2 separate regions of the Mus musculus genome follow, and region 2 is linked to region 1. Evidence: chromatin contacts called from public HiChIP or PLAC-seq data. All regions are on one chromosome and are shown on one strand. Each heading gives the region's core, a stretch centred on a gene start, on an enhancer-like site or on the middle of the called end of the contact. The rest is flanking DNA. Distances are from core to core; before and after follow the strand shown. Region 1 has its middle 130 kb from the start of Gm36703. Region 2 has its middle 19 kb from the start of Gm41046.

Region 1 (7,332 bases), core at 2,479-4,978:
TGAGCTCCCATCTGAAGGAGTTTCATGAAAAGTAAAAAGTTAGGTCCCTAGATAACTGTGACATTAAAGTCAGAAGCTAAAAGGTTCTGCAAGAGTGCCATACGAAACAGATCAGCTGTCAGAGAAAGAAACCAGGCTGCTTTTAAAGGTATGCATCCATGCTCTCCAAAGACAGCAGAAAAGTTAGCTGGGTGTATAGTCCAATGCCTCTTAATAGGAACATGTGTTTTCTTTATTTATACAGACAAATCGTATACAATGAGAATGAACTATTTATAACTATATGTAAATGAACACATTAATCTCATAAAATAATACTGGGTAAATGAAGTACTAGATGAAAGAATGTGCCAGAAAGGGGACATTAATGGAACTTTGGGGGGTGGGGGACACTGTCCTACTTCTTCACCTGCAGCATGGCATGCAACATTTTCACTCATTTTATGGAATTGACTGAATGCTACACTGACACACTGGATACAATATCAGCATACTATTAGAGAGACACCATCTAAAATGAGAGTGTTCAATGGATACGTGCTCCAATTTCCATTAACATTTAAAAATATTTCTATCAGAAACTTAATGGCAACCCCATGTGATATAACACAACTATAAAATGAGCAACAATGAAAGTGAAGGAGGAAGAAAAAAAGCAAGGAATGAAGGAGGGAAGGAAGGAGGGGGGAGGGAAGAGAGGAAGGAAGAAAGGGAGGAAGCAAGGAAGGAAGGATGGAAGAAGAGATTTTACCAGCAGAAAATGTAAAACAATCAAAGGCACAGAAAACAGAACTAAAAAATAACGTGGCAGCTAATACTCAAAATGTATCAGTCTTTACAATAAAATATAAATAGTTTAAACATAATTTTTAAGAAGAGCCCATTTTAGAAACTTTGAAATAAAAACATATCTACAACCCAGATCATATTTCCAAATTCCAAATACATTCTCTCATGAAAATAAGAAGTGGTCCTAAGAGAAATGAGAAGGACGAGGGATGCTGAAGGAGGGGCGCTAGAGGAAGGCAGGGTGCTCTCCTGGAGTTGTGGACAAGGTCTCTCTCTGATGGATGATGTCTTTGTTCCCATTTTGGCAGGTGTTGGGGGCCTAAGTGTTAGGCTTAAAGTCAGAATGATGCATATAATGTGGTCTCAGTTATGCTAGTGTTTAGGGGGGCCTGTTACACAATCATTGCTGGACTCCATTTTAACTTTTGTAGACATGTTGACAAAATGTGGGCCCATATGCACACTCTGAACTCCATTGACTAGAGTCTTTTTCTTTTTTTCATCCAGCCTTATGGGAGTAATGGGATTGGATGCTTTTTCTTATCCCCTTTTCATTGGACTTTAATGCGGAGTTTATATTGTCACTACAAATCAATTAGGTCTTCTGTTTTCAAAATTTTTATTTATAAAATTTCATAAAACAATTATCATTGCTTACTTATATCATTGCAAACATTTATTTACCTTCTCTCTGAGTATCTTTCCTGTTTCTGTGATTAAAATAATCCTGACACAAATAACTTAAGGGAGAAAGGACTTATTTGGCTCACAACTCTGGGTGACAATCCATCCTGACAGAGGAGTCATGGGGACAGGAGCTTGAGAGAACCAGTGACATCACATTCACTGTCACTAGCAGAGAACAATGAAGGCATGCATGCTAGTATTTGGTTTCCATTCTCCATTCTTATGTCATCCAGGATCCTCTGCCTAGGGAATGGTACCTCCTACAGTGGGTGGATCTTCTCATCTCAGTTAATGCAATCAAGATAATTCCCACAAACATGCTCAGATATAATCTTGGATTTCCTTAAGCCTTGGGCAAAGAAGCAAGCTCTTTGGGCAGCTCCTAATGCCATCTGATTGCCAATGTGCCAGGGTCTTTGTAAAAGAAACAAAAGCACATTTAGTCTCCATGACTCCAACCTTAGAGGTATACATATAAGCAGGGGTCTCTCCTTAACATACTAAATATTTCCAGCAGTCTGTCTACTCAAAAATTTTGGTATAAGTGGCTGGGTCTGACTCTCTTGCCTGGCCTTGGGACTGTTTCCCCACTTCTGGACCCCTCCTCCAGCTCCAATAGAGAAAATGCTCCTATCCTTACTGCAACTTGATGTGCCAAGTCTAGTTGACATCCATGGGGGGCCTCCCCTTTTCTGAAAAGAAAGGGAAGAGGAGTGGTTGGGGCTGAAAGAATGGAAAGAACTGGGAGGAGAGGAGAATGAAGAAAACACAGTTGGGATGTATAGAAAATTAATGAATGAACGAATTAATTTTAAAAAAGAACTTCACTATGGTTGACTCTGGGTTAAGTACTCTACAAAGGTAAATTGTGATAAAAAGCTTAGTCCCCAAGTAAGTATGTTGGGAGCTTGTGAAACGTTTCGGAAGTGGGGTATAAAGGGAGGCCACAGAGACAGTTCGTTGGTGTGGATTGTGTGACTCCAGCTTCTTTCTAACCTTCTCTTTAATGATGAAGTCTACCCTCATCATACATGTCCCTCTCACTAGAGGTTAAACCACCTGGTTCTGGAGTTGTGAACTAAGTAAATATCTCCTTTTAACTTATTAGTCTCGGGTGCTTCATCATAGCACTTCAAACATAATATTCATAAGCTTCTTATGAACAGAATGAGAACGTTGTCAACAGTAAATATATAAACATACTTTTACTTCTGCTAGTTTTGGGGAAATGAAATATTTGTCTCGTTGACCAAAATCAAGCTGGACATGATCTGGTCACCGCCATCTGCATTTGGAAGATAGGGAATGGAGTTGGTTGGATCCTACTAGAGCGTACACCATAGCCTGAGCCAGCGGCTGCACCTCGTGGATGAACTGTGCACATTCTTCCAGTAGAAGATGTAATTGAATATGACTGAGGTAATGAGGCTGAATATGTCAGCTTGGAGCCCTGCAAAGATGCAAATCACTGGCAACCTCAAGGCATCTGCTAACGTGTCAATCACCATCCCTACCGTGACCCACCTGGCCTTAAAATTGTTTCGCAGTTCTTTTATATTCTGAGACGATCAGTGTATTGCCTTAGAAACAAGATCGTGTCGAAATCTGTATTGATAGAATAGCTGATAATCTGAAAATAACCAACTATTTTTCTATAACCTGTCACTTTTATTTTTTAAAAAAACCTAGCATTATAATCTCAGGAATCCTATTTTTAGGTTTCAGATTCTGGCCTTGCTACTTTCAGTTGTATGCATGACCTTGAGCAAATCAATCACTAGTAGGGCTTGAATCTTGAACTCCCACACAGACTTCTTTGACCTTATTGTGAAGGTTGTGGGGTCTTTAGAATGCTGGGGTTGGCTGAAATAGTAAGTGCATATGTGTGTGTGTGTGTGTGTGTGTGTGTGTGTGTGTGGTGGGTTGGGATGGGGTGGGGTGTTGAAGGTACCAGCCTGTGCTCTCTCTATCCTGCCTGCAGCCCTGTGAGAGAGCCTTTTCCTATGTTCCCGAGGCCATGATTTCTTCACAGTGGAAGAGTGAAATCTCTTTTCAAGCATAAGAGGAAAACCCATTTTCTCCTTTAAATTTGTTTCTGTTAGGTTTCAGTCAGTGACAAAAACCTAGTATAATTACCTTTAGATGAGCTTAATTTTCCTCAATTGCAAATGTTCCTATTGGATTGAATTGGATGGCATACACAAAGTATTTAGAATAGTATCTGGAATCAGAGATGTGTTCAATAATGGTTCTCATTATGCAGTAATTAATTTCTTTGGTGTTTTGTTGACATCCTCTGGGACAATTCTATTTAAAGATCTGGTCTTTGTTCAATAAATGCCACCCTGTTTCCTAAATAAATTGAAGCCTGTAGGCCTTGAATATGAAATAACTCACACAAGCTGATTATAATTCAAGAGGTTAAAATTAGATTTAAACACAATTTTTGTTTCAGTGTCAAAGTGAAAAAAATCTTTTAGCTTTGCCTTATGCCTTAAGAGTCATCCATGAATAGCTGTTCTGAATGATTAAACATGGATGGACTCAGCAAGACCTTCCTGCCATGGAACGTTGTTCTCTTTTGCTGGAATGTTACAGTCCCAGCTCCTCCTGATGAGGGGGTAGCCTCTGAGCCAAGACTTGCTCCAGCATGGAAGACTGCAGGAATCAGATACCAGTGTCTCCATCACTGAGCTGACCTGGTAGATGTATGTATGAATTCATTCATATAACAATAGGTAGGTTATTACCAAGTGTCATTGGAGTTTAAGTTCAATGTGAGCCACAAATAACACCTGGGTTTTCATAAACCCGTGTATAGACACAATGGTACCTGTAACTAAAAGGGAAAATTAATTTTAAAATAAGAACTTTGCACAGTTTTCTTCCCACCAATTCATAAAAGTTCACAACCCATACTTTTACATTATATGTCATATAACTATTATAAAATATTTCCATCTCTTTGTTGAGAAGAAATCACATCTTCAGCTTGGTTACTAGTTAGGTGAGGAACTCGTTGACCCTTCTTGGTTAATCTACCAGTTTCTTCCTTGAGCTCCTTAGAGTCTGACCTTCAGCCTGCTGCCAGTTGTCATGGCCAACTGTGAGATTTCCTTCCTATAGGTCCAGCTACCCCTGAATAATTCTCATATTCTGAGTCTGTAGCTCTCTACTGTCATGCTTGATGGCCATACATTCGAGATATGGCTTACATTCCACCAAGTCAACTTACCTAATAGTTCCTTCTCCCTATGCATTTTTCTTTATTGTGTTGGCCAGGTTGTGAAGTCATCAAAAGTCTGTTTCTGAACATTCCCATTAGCTCACAGGAGACTCTACATTAGTGTTCAGTCGCTCTCCGTTGCCTTCCATCTCCAGCCCTGGTCCTAGACACCCAGTAAACAATGTTATCACTTCTGACACCACTCAATTCCACATTTCTTTCCAATGAATCATGCAGCATGAGGTATTTCTACTCCCCTAAACTTCTGTCCAGTGTTGTAGTTGGTATTATAAAAGTATTCGTTTTTATTGCTATATATTTTATTATATGGATGTACTACACTTTTAAAACTATATTCATGCATTGATGAACATTTGGCCTGTGTCCACTCTTTTACTATTTTGAACAATGCTTTTAAATGTTTTATTAGCATATATTGGTCTTCATAATCATTGGTTTCATTGTGACATTTTTCATGCATGTCCATATTTTGACCTTATTCCTTCTCAGTTATCCTCTCGCCCCCGTTTTGCTTCCACTGATCTTTCTCTTCTTAAGATGCTGTTATGAACATGAATATGTAAATGTTTAGGCAAATACATAATTTCTTCTCTGAGCTAGTGAATCTATGTTCAGTTACTTCAAGAATCATCAGCCTGTTTTCAAAGTGATAACGTTGTTGTAAACTCCCAACAGTATTTCAAGGTCTTACATCTTCACCAAGTTCTTACTATTTGTAGCTCTTATAGTAGCCCTAAAGTAAAATCTCATCATCATATTCATGTGTTTCTATCTTATAGTTTATATGTTACCTTTTAATTTGTTTTAAAGTCCTAAAGTAATTTTTATCTATGAAAATACTTCTAAACCCCGAACTGTCATTTAGAGGTAGGTTCATAAGTTACTTTATATTATTGCTAGATTTGTATACTTAAACAATGTTAAATATCATGTAGTTATTTAGCACAATTCCTAATAAATCAATATTTTATGATTAGCTTGGTGCTGCTCTCAGTTGTTGCTGTCATAATGTAATAATGAAATTCCTGGTTTGCAAAAAAGCCAGTGAACAACATTGGAAAACTTTGTTTAAAAGTTTTGAATGTTTTGAGCAGGATGAAAACATACTGCCAAAGAGTGACTGGAAAGTGCTGAAGGATCTGTAGCTCTGCGAGTATTCTAGAAGCACAAAGAAAGAAAGAAACCAAGAGGAGAGAAATACTAATAGTTACCTCCTATATAACAACTTATATTAATGGAAGTTGTTTTAGCGTAGCTTGCAGAACTTAGCAATTCAATGAGACGTTAAAACAGTTTTGATAAAAACTTCTTTGGCTACCACCAAGTAGGGAAACATTCTAGAATGATTAGTTTGTACAGCTATCAAAATGTGGATTTACATGGGGACGAATCATGTGTGTTCATTCTATAGCTGGAAAGTTTTAAAGGGCACTTAATGTTAGAGACAATGATGTCAATATCTGGAAAGACTTTTCTCAAAGTTCACAAGTAAAATCCCCGCTCACATGCACATACACACACACACACACACACACACACACACCAGATGCAATATCCCAGCTTTTAATTTTTTCTTTTATTTTTTGAGATTATAATTATAGCATTTTTGCTTTCACTTTCTCCCCCTAAATCCCCTTATAGTCCCTTCCTTCCTTTCTCTCTTTCAAATTTATGACCTTTTCCCATTAAATTGTTGTTATAAGCACATATGAATATACATATGTGTTCCTAAATATGTAAATATAACATGGTTCATCATAAAATGTTAATGGAAGTGTTTCCAGGGATGACCATTTGGTATTAGATAACCAATTGGTGTGCTCTTCCCTGGGAAAACTGCTTCTCCCACTCTCAGCATCCCTTACCTGCCTAGAGTGCGTTGTATAGGGTTGAGGTCTTGTGGGCTTTTCCCATCCATTTAAACAGTTTATTGTTGCTGTCCTTGTTCAGCTAATGTTAAAGTGAGAAGTTATGGAGGTTGCCTAAACATTAACTTGAGCTTCTAGGCTCTTAAATTTTTCATTAATGTGAATAAACTCAAATATTTGTAAGGGTTATCACTTGTGCTCAAATATGAAAGTATTATAAAATAGTCTTCACATCCATTCTGCATACTATTAGCACAGTGCATCAATGTAATATTCTGTACAGTATCCAAAATACATTATGCTGGAGGATTAGAAAGCTGAGTGTGGCCAGAAGTAGGACTGGAAATGCCCTTCTTTCATATGTGGGAATTGCTTTCACTTCTCCTTTATTGATATGAATAAGAGAAGAATAATGCAATTGCCAAATGATATTCCTGGGGCCACCTCATATGATCAAGCATAGTGGTTACTATTGAATATAACCTTTGGTGGGATTATGTTATTCATTCTCATTTGCCAGGATCAATCTTGTTTTAGTATCAGCTGAACTAGTGAGTCAAGCCAAAACAAAGGTAGGCACTACCCTGTACCAATAAAAGCTCATGTCAAACATCTGATATTCCATCCAAGCTATATAAAGTGTTGTGACTCTGTTTCTTGAACTGAGGGTTTGCAGTTTTATACATTTCTACTTTGCCTTTCTTGTTAACTACAATAAATATTTCAACACAATCCAAGTAT
Region 2 (7,332 bases), core at 3,045-5,544, 430 kb before region 1:
CCCAGCCGTCTTCATGTTGTTAAAGAACTATTCATTGTGTTTTCGGGTCTGAGTGTTTCCTGTGAGTATGCAAATGTACCATGTGTATGCCTGGTGACCTCAAAGGCTGAAAGCATGTTTCAGATCAGTGTGAGGTGCTCTGTGGGTGATGGGAACCAAACCTAGGTCCTCTGCAGAGCAGTCAATGTTTCTACCTGTTGAGCCATCTCTGCAGTCTCACCATCTAGCTACCTTACACCCAAATCTAATGGCACTGAAATCAAATGGCCAAGGACACATCTGCCCTTGGATGCTTACTGTAGCACTGTTTGGAAGTGGGTCACCATCCTGGCTATTCATCACCACCAGCAATCTTGTGACTATGAGAAGCGGGCAGGGGGACTGAGGGCATTTTCTAAGAATCATGGAAATAAAGGTCCGGAGAGTTCATTGGTACCTTACTCTCGCCTTTGTCCCTGTGTCTGCTGTCACTTTCTGTAGTTGGTTGTCACAGCCTTATCTTATTCCTCCACTTGCCCATCCCTGTCTTTTCTTTTTTTGGCATACATGTATATGAAAGGAGTTTTGAATTAATTTGTTTTGCCAGATGTAAGTTGAGAAAGTCAGCCTTGCTTGTTGTATAGCCATCACTCATGTCCTGCAAATACTAAAGTGATTGATTTTCTTCTCTACAGAGTGGGAAAAGTCTAAATTTCTGGGTTGAGTCCTGGTGTTAGTCTACTTGAATTATCATACTGCCTCACAGAACAAAAGGCGGTAGAGGTGGCCAATGGTTTAAATTATTTCTTGCTAGCATTGTAATGCATGGTGGACACAAAATAATAAATAACAGACCTATGTTTGCACAAAATGTCTCTGACGGATGAAGCCTTGCTGTGGTTCTCATTTAGCCTTGTGTTAAATTTAGCCACATTTCTCTGCATGTTTACAGAAAGTCAGGTTGTATGGTTTGCGAATTGAAATGTTTGACACGATTGACCTACTTCCATCTGGGGATCATCAAACTACACAACCGTGAGCCAGGGAGATGGCTCAGCTGGTAACGTGCTTGCTAGGTAAGCGTTAGGTCCAGAGTTCTGATCCCTAGCCCCCACAGAAAAGCCAGGTTTGTTGGTGGACACCTGTAATCCAAGGATGTGGGCAACGAGCAGGCAGACAGGCAAATTGTCGGGGCTTGGTGACTAGGCTAAGTTACCTGGAGTAGAGAGCTCCAAGTTTAATGAGAGACCTGTATAAAAAAATTATACAGGGGGAGTGGAATGGAAGGAAATACTTTAAGCCAACCCCTGACCTCTACAAACTCAGGCACAGGTAAACACACGCATTGCATGTGCTATACTATACCATACCATACCATACCATACCATACTATACCACACACAGACATACAGACACAGACACACACACAGACACACACACACAGACACACACACACAGACACACACACACACACACACACACACACACACACACACACTCCACCACAACCAAACAAGAAACAAACAACAAAAAAAGAGGAATGAACTTGGATTTGCTTCTAAAATTTCAGAGAAGATCTAAATTCTATGATGCCAGCTTTCTTAAAAGCAAAACAAGTAACTCTTACTTCTTGTCACCTCTTCCTGGAGCTCTGATACCAGTGGATGGAACACAATATGCTGGGATGAGGTCCAGGGAGCCATGATGGAGGAGGACCTGTCTCCCTCATCAACTGCATGGATGCTCATTTCCCCACACATATTTATTTAAGCCTCTCTAAATTTATTTTATTTTATTTTTTACATGCGCTTTGATCATTGCTCAAGGGTGACTTTTCCTTCTTGGTACTTCCTTGAATTAGGAGCACATTGGTCTATTGAAACAATTCTATGATACTGCTCAATTTTTGAAGATCTCTCTCTCTCTTAAAGATTTTGTGTATGTGAGTACAGTGTTGTTCTCTTGAAACACACCAGAGGAGGGCATCGGATCCCATTACAGACCCCATTACAGATGGTTGTGAACCACCATGGTTGCTGGGATTTGAACTCAGGGCCTTTGGAAGAACAGTCAGTGCTCTTAACCACTGAGTCATCTCTCCAAGCCCCTGGAGACATCTCTTACACTCTCCTCCATTCATTGCTCTCTATTCAATGGGAGAGAATTCGAGTTCTCCTTTTCATCAAAAGTGTTAATCTGATGTCTTCTGCATAAGCCAGCAAACAAAGGGAATTTATTATAATGTCAGAGGCATCCCTGATAGTAAAGGACTACTGCAGCCATACTACCCTAAGTGCTGGTGATTGGGGAATATGACATAGTAGGGTTTAGACTTCACATGCTGGGTGGGGTGTTTTTGTGTCCTTCTTTATGTTCTCCCAGCCTGCTGTTTGACTGTGGTCTTGGCTATGAATGCTCTATGCAGTTGTGATGCATGGGCTCCCTCCGGCCGGTGTATCATACAATCTTTGGTTGCTGATATGGAGTTTCAGGCTGTGGCAGATCTGACTTCTGCCTCGTGTTCACACTGGAAATGTGAGCAGATTAGAGCCACATAGGGCAATAATGGGAGTAAGTGTATCATTATGTCTGACCTACATCCTTCAGGAAGGTATACCAGAAGCCATTCCACAAAGAAGCTCACAGTAGCCCAGGAGGAAGGATCCTTGGTTGTCCATATCCAGTAACCAACCTAGTTGAAGACCCTATGATTGGCCCTATTTTAATTTGTCTGTTTCTCTACTTGTTTCCTCAAATCAATTCCAAAAATAAGGCATCTTCTCTCATCTGGGCTCTGCTTCTGGGAAGAACCCAGACTAAGCTAATTTAAATCAGCTTCACTCAGTTGCATTTTTCCTCTTAAATTCGGAGATGTTTGGAAACTATTTGCAAGTCTTATAAAGTACACACTAAATAAAGATGGCATGAAAAACAAGTAAACAGGAGTGTACCCCGCATGTTGTATATAAAGGCTCTATAAAGTAGGAATTGTTCTGTGAATTAGACTTTCCCCGTTCTTCGGTTGGGAGACAGACTCAGACAATTGCTTGGTTTTGTAAAAACACGTCTCCGTGATTCTACAGCTGTGCTTAGAGAGTAACTGAATAGTAATGTTTTGATCATTGCTCCACAGATGGTGAGGCCCCAGAAGACACATGTCTCTTCTGTAGAGGGGCAATGCAGGAAGTGTGGGTGTATCAGTGGGCTCTGAGTACTTTGGGATGCATCTGTGTGGGGACCTAAATGAGTGTTTCTAGTCTTTCTTTAAAATGTTTTTTTTTTTTTAAATTTATGTGTCTATGTGTGTGTGTCTGCACACACATGTACATGTGGAGGCCAGCAAGGGTGTCAGACCCCCCTGAGGCTGGAGTTATAGATGGTTGTAGGGTACTCTACTTCGATGGATGCTAGAAACCAAACTTGGGTTTTCTCAAAGAGCAGATAGTGCTTTAAACCAAGGAACTCTCTATCTCTGTATTCCCATATTTATTTATTTTTTACAAGGTGTCAATACCAATGTAATAACCTCAAATATCATAGTCCTTGGGTCACAAATAGGAAAAAAAGCTTTTGGAAACAAAAAGTATTGGGTAACCAGTTTGGCACTGGAGATGGAGATCACATTTTTTTTTTTTTTTTTTTTTTTTTTTTACATCCCGTGCCCCTGGAAAGGTATTCAGTCATTCACCTGCTGGTTTCTGATAGAGGCAGAGCCTGAGTTCAGGCCTTTGAGTCCCTTCTCAGGGTCTTTCCAGATACTACACTGCCTTACCAGAACGGCCTTTCTGCTGAACTGGAGTCAGTGAGCTTTTCTCATGTGAAGGCCCAGGCAGTGAGCAATCCGGGCTGGGCAGACATGGGAGCTCTGGTGCAGCTCCTCACCTCTGCCATGGAGGGGAGTTGGTGTACAGGGGACTAATGTGAACGAGCGGGGATATGCTTCTGAAAAGACGCGGTCATAAACACAGGAGAGGGCCTGGCTTTGGCCAGTGGGTCACCCTTTGTTGGTCCAAGTTTCATAGTAACATACAGCAAGTTCTGCTTGGTGATCATCAACGAGGCCTTTGAATCTTAGAGAATTAAAGTCCCCATCCAGCCTGATGCTGAGAGCTACTATGACATGGTGGTCCCCGCAGGACCGGGCTTCCTTCCAGGTCTGCCTATGCACAGACTCTGAGCCAGCATCCAGGAGAGTGGGCAGGCCCTCTCTAGTTTCCAGAAGGAATCGACAATTCTCTTCCTGTGCAGATAAAGGAACAATTATACCACTGGGGACTTACTGGAAAGTGAAGCGGGCTCACCAGGAAGCAGCAGGAATTTGCTTCTCAGTCATTTTCTCCACAGTCTGGCCCCGAGTCTGCCAGACTGAGAAAGGTCAGCTGGGATCACTGGCAGACTTGGAAAACTTCCAGAACCTTCACTTGTGGGATGACACATGGGGGTTTGTCAATTTCCGTGGCCCACTTGGGACTTCCTGTGGCCCATCCAGTTACCTCATCCTCTCCAGGTTCAAACACATAAGAGTTTTATCCTCAGCCGCTCTGTCAGGGCGACACTGTTGTGACACTGTCTACAAATGCGACTTTCGAGTCCTTGACCCCTATGCCTTCTTTGCGGATTTCTTGTTGACGTTTGAGAAAGTCAGAAGCCATTGTCTTTCACAGAGGTCAAATCTAGGAGCTGAGGCGAAACCCGATGTCTATGCCAACGGGGCTGGATGTTTATCCTTGAGCTTATGTGCACGCATGCATGCACAAAGTTATGTGTGAATCTCAGCTCGCCCTTTAAATTAGGTCACCTTTTCCAAGGCCTCCACTCAGGGAAGGTCCTTGAGCAGCCTTGGTGCTCTTAAGTAGCCCAGGGACCGGGTCCTTTCTTGTTAATGTCACCCCCAGGTATCCTCTCCTCTTTTGTTTCTACCATGCAAATTTACCTCCCGGCCTGTTTCAAATTTCTGAGAGTCAACGACTTACAAAGGTGGATGGAGCCTTCAGTGGATTTAGTTATCTAAATCTTAAAAACTCTATTCCATGATTACCTACCTCAAAGCTTGACAGTCCACACCTGTCATTGGACCGGAGTTTCTTCGAGTGTAATGAAGCCTTCAGAATTGAAGTGGTTTTGGGAGACATGGGGGGAAGAGTTCTATTATTTTTACAGAGTGGCACTCTTCTCCCTGGAGATAAGAAGGCTGGGTCTGGTGTGAGGCTGGAAAAAAAAAGCAAAACAAAAAACAAAAAAACAAAAAACAAAACAAAACAAAACAAAAAAAAGAGAAGGGAAGGAAAGAATATTTGATTATTTCTTCATAAACCACCAATTCCTTTAGCACCTGGCTGTGGCTCCTGCTGCCGTGTGGAGAATATCAATGGCTTTAATATTCCCATCGTTGTGCCTTGGAATCAGTTGCCTGTCCTGCTGAGCTCTCTGAATTTCAGACCAGCGCCAGCCCTGAAAACCACGGCAGATGTAAGGGAAGTTTAGCCAGAATGCTCTCAGTTAAAGCCCGCCTCAACATTTCTCCTGTGCCCATGGGGTTTTAGCACACCCCTCTCCGCAGTCCCTTGATTGAGGGGCATATCCCTAAGTGTGCAGGTACTACATTAGGACATTTTCATAAAAATTTTTAATGGTCTATTTTGTTTGAATTGGGTCATTATTCTCAGTAGCATCACTGGCAAAGAACAACTCTTGAATATTAACTAGAAGGAAAGAGAAAACAATAACAAAGGCGAAACAAAAATCTCCAACAAGCCGAGTCCGGGAAAGGAAGCTGAGGTTAGGCTGGGTGTATAAATTTCATATGGCTCATGACCACAAGGTGGCGCTATGAAAACACCTCATTTCCAAACCCCGAAAAAGATACAAATAAGGAAAACACAATGAAAGAGCCTTTCGTGCAGAAAATAGTCTGTGTCAAGAGCGAGCCAGCAAAACGCATGCACCAGCAACGCCTGTGTAGTCTGCTGTATGCATGTGGATCCCGCCTGTAACCATTTTAAGGAGCAATGTTATAGGGAGTGGAAATTGGTATTTTTGCGGGGGAGGGTAGACATTTTATAATTGATACTTTTATAATTCAAACAGGAGCTTCAACATGTGTTAAATTTTTTACATTGATTATTAAATGCATTTCATCTCCCTGGCATCTTTGAAAGTGTGACATTTTAGACATCAGAATGATAGGCTAGGCTTTCTACCCCTCAACCCACTTCTATTCTACGTTGAGAGCTTGCACAGTGGGGGACATTTATTTAAAAACAATTAGTGCCCCATTAAGGGAAACATGAAGCCTGCGGGTCACAGATGTTCTCGGCTGCTTTGGGAAATTGTCATGTAGGAAGTTGGTAAATTAATACTCTGTGGAAAATAGTTCTGTCCTTTAGACATGTCGTCTGTTATGTGACTCCCTGATGTCAGTGCCACGTTATTTCCAGTGACTAGAGTCGTGGCAGAGTGTTCTGTATGTGCATAAGGCGTCCATTTGCCGACAGTGAGATGAAAAGCTGGTATTTCACAAGTTTGTACACGGAAGATGGGATGTTGCTATAATGGCTCGGACAATCTGGTTCCTGAAGGCAGGAGTGGAAAGTCGTCCAGGGGAACAAGCAGAGAAGCCCAGGGATTCGCATTGCTGAACTCAGAGCAGCCCTCTAGATCAGGAGATATGAGAGCATTTCCATTCCTACCATGAGGTCCCAAGAACTAACTCCCCTACGAGTGCCACACTACACGGCAGGAAATGGCATGGGGCCTTGTAGTTATTCTCTAGGGAAAAATTCAGGGATGTTAGAGGGAAATGTCTACACATCACAATTTGAATTTAGATAAAAATCTAATAAAACATTATGAATTACTTTAACAAAGAAAAGGAAAGAGACAATATAGAGAGCAGTGTGTGTATGTGTGTGTGTGTGTGTGTGGCTGGAAGTATTTTGTTGTTATTATGTGACAGAATCTCACTCTGTTGCCCCATCTGGTCTTGAGTTCATGGGTCCTTAAGATTCAGCAAACAAAGTCTCCGGGACTCCAGCCCAGCACTGCTGTATCTGACTGTGAGCTGGGTTTGAACCCGGGGCCTCCAGTGTGCCAAGCCTATACTTTACCATTGAGTTATACCCTGAGGGTGTGTGTATTTCTTTTCTCCTTCTTTTATATAATCTCATCACTTTGTCAGTCAAGCTGTCATATTTTCCCATCATCCACAGAGCAGGTGGCCAGGGGAAGGTCCCTGGTTTTCCCTCTAGCTGGGGAAAACCATACAGGTCGCTGATGAAAATTATGGCTGGGTTGATTCTTGGCTGACTCAATTACAGAGGCATTGCTCCAGCTGTAAATACAACTCATGATATA

The links. HiChIP or PLAC-seq counts read pairs in DNA pulled down with a chosen protein or histone mark.
Region 2: an H3K27ac HiChIP or PLAC-seq map of VIP interneurons shows a contact between it and region 1, with 4 times the contacts expected there. The contact joins two enhancer-like sites. A contact is called at or near these places in 1 of 15 datasets of contacts at CTCF or cohesin (pro-B cells), 2 of 484 Hi-C or Micro-C datasets (embryonic fibroblasts and ventricular fibroblasts) and 5 of 115 datasets of contacts at active chromatin or transcription factors (VIP interneurons, embryonic basal ganglia, embryonic stem cells and 2 more).

What each region holds. Positions count from the first base shown.
Region 1 is chr13:102,214,232-102,221,563 of GRCm38.p6, reverse strand. No RefSeq gene overlaps it. Among named protein-coding and RNA genes, the nearest start is that of Gm36703, 130 kb to the left of the region's middle. Within about 2 kb of position 3,728, at least 1 of the 459 cell types and tissues checked has an H3K27ac peak or open chromatin away from gene starts, as enhancers often do. A contact at or near this core is called in VIP interneurons, where this site is marked.
Region 2 is chr13:102,643,518-102,650,849 of GRCm38.p6, reverse strand. No RefSeq gene overlaps it. Among named protein-coding and RNA genes, the nearest start is that of Gm41046, 19 kb to the left of the region's middle. Within about 2 kb of position 4,294, at least 64 of the 459 cell types and tissues checked have an H3K27ac peak or open chromatin away from gene starts, as enhancers often do. A contact at or near this core is called in VIP interneurons, where this site is marked.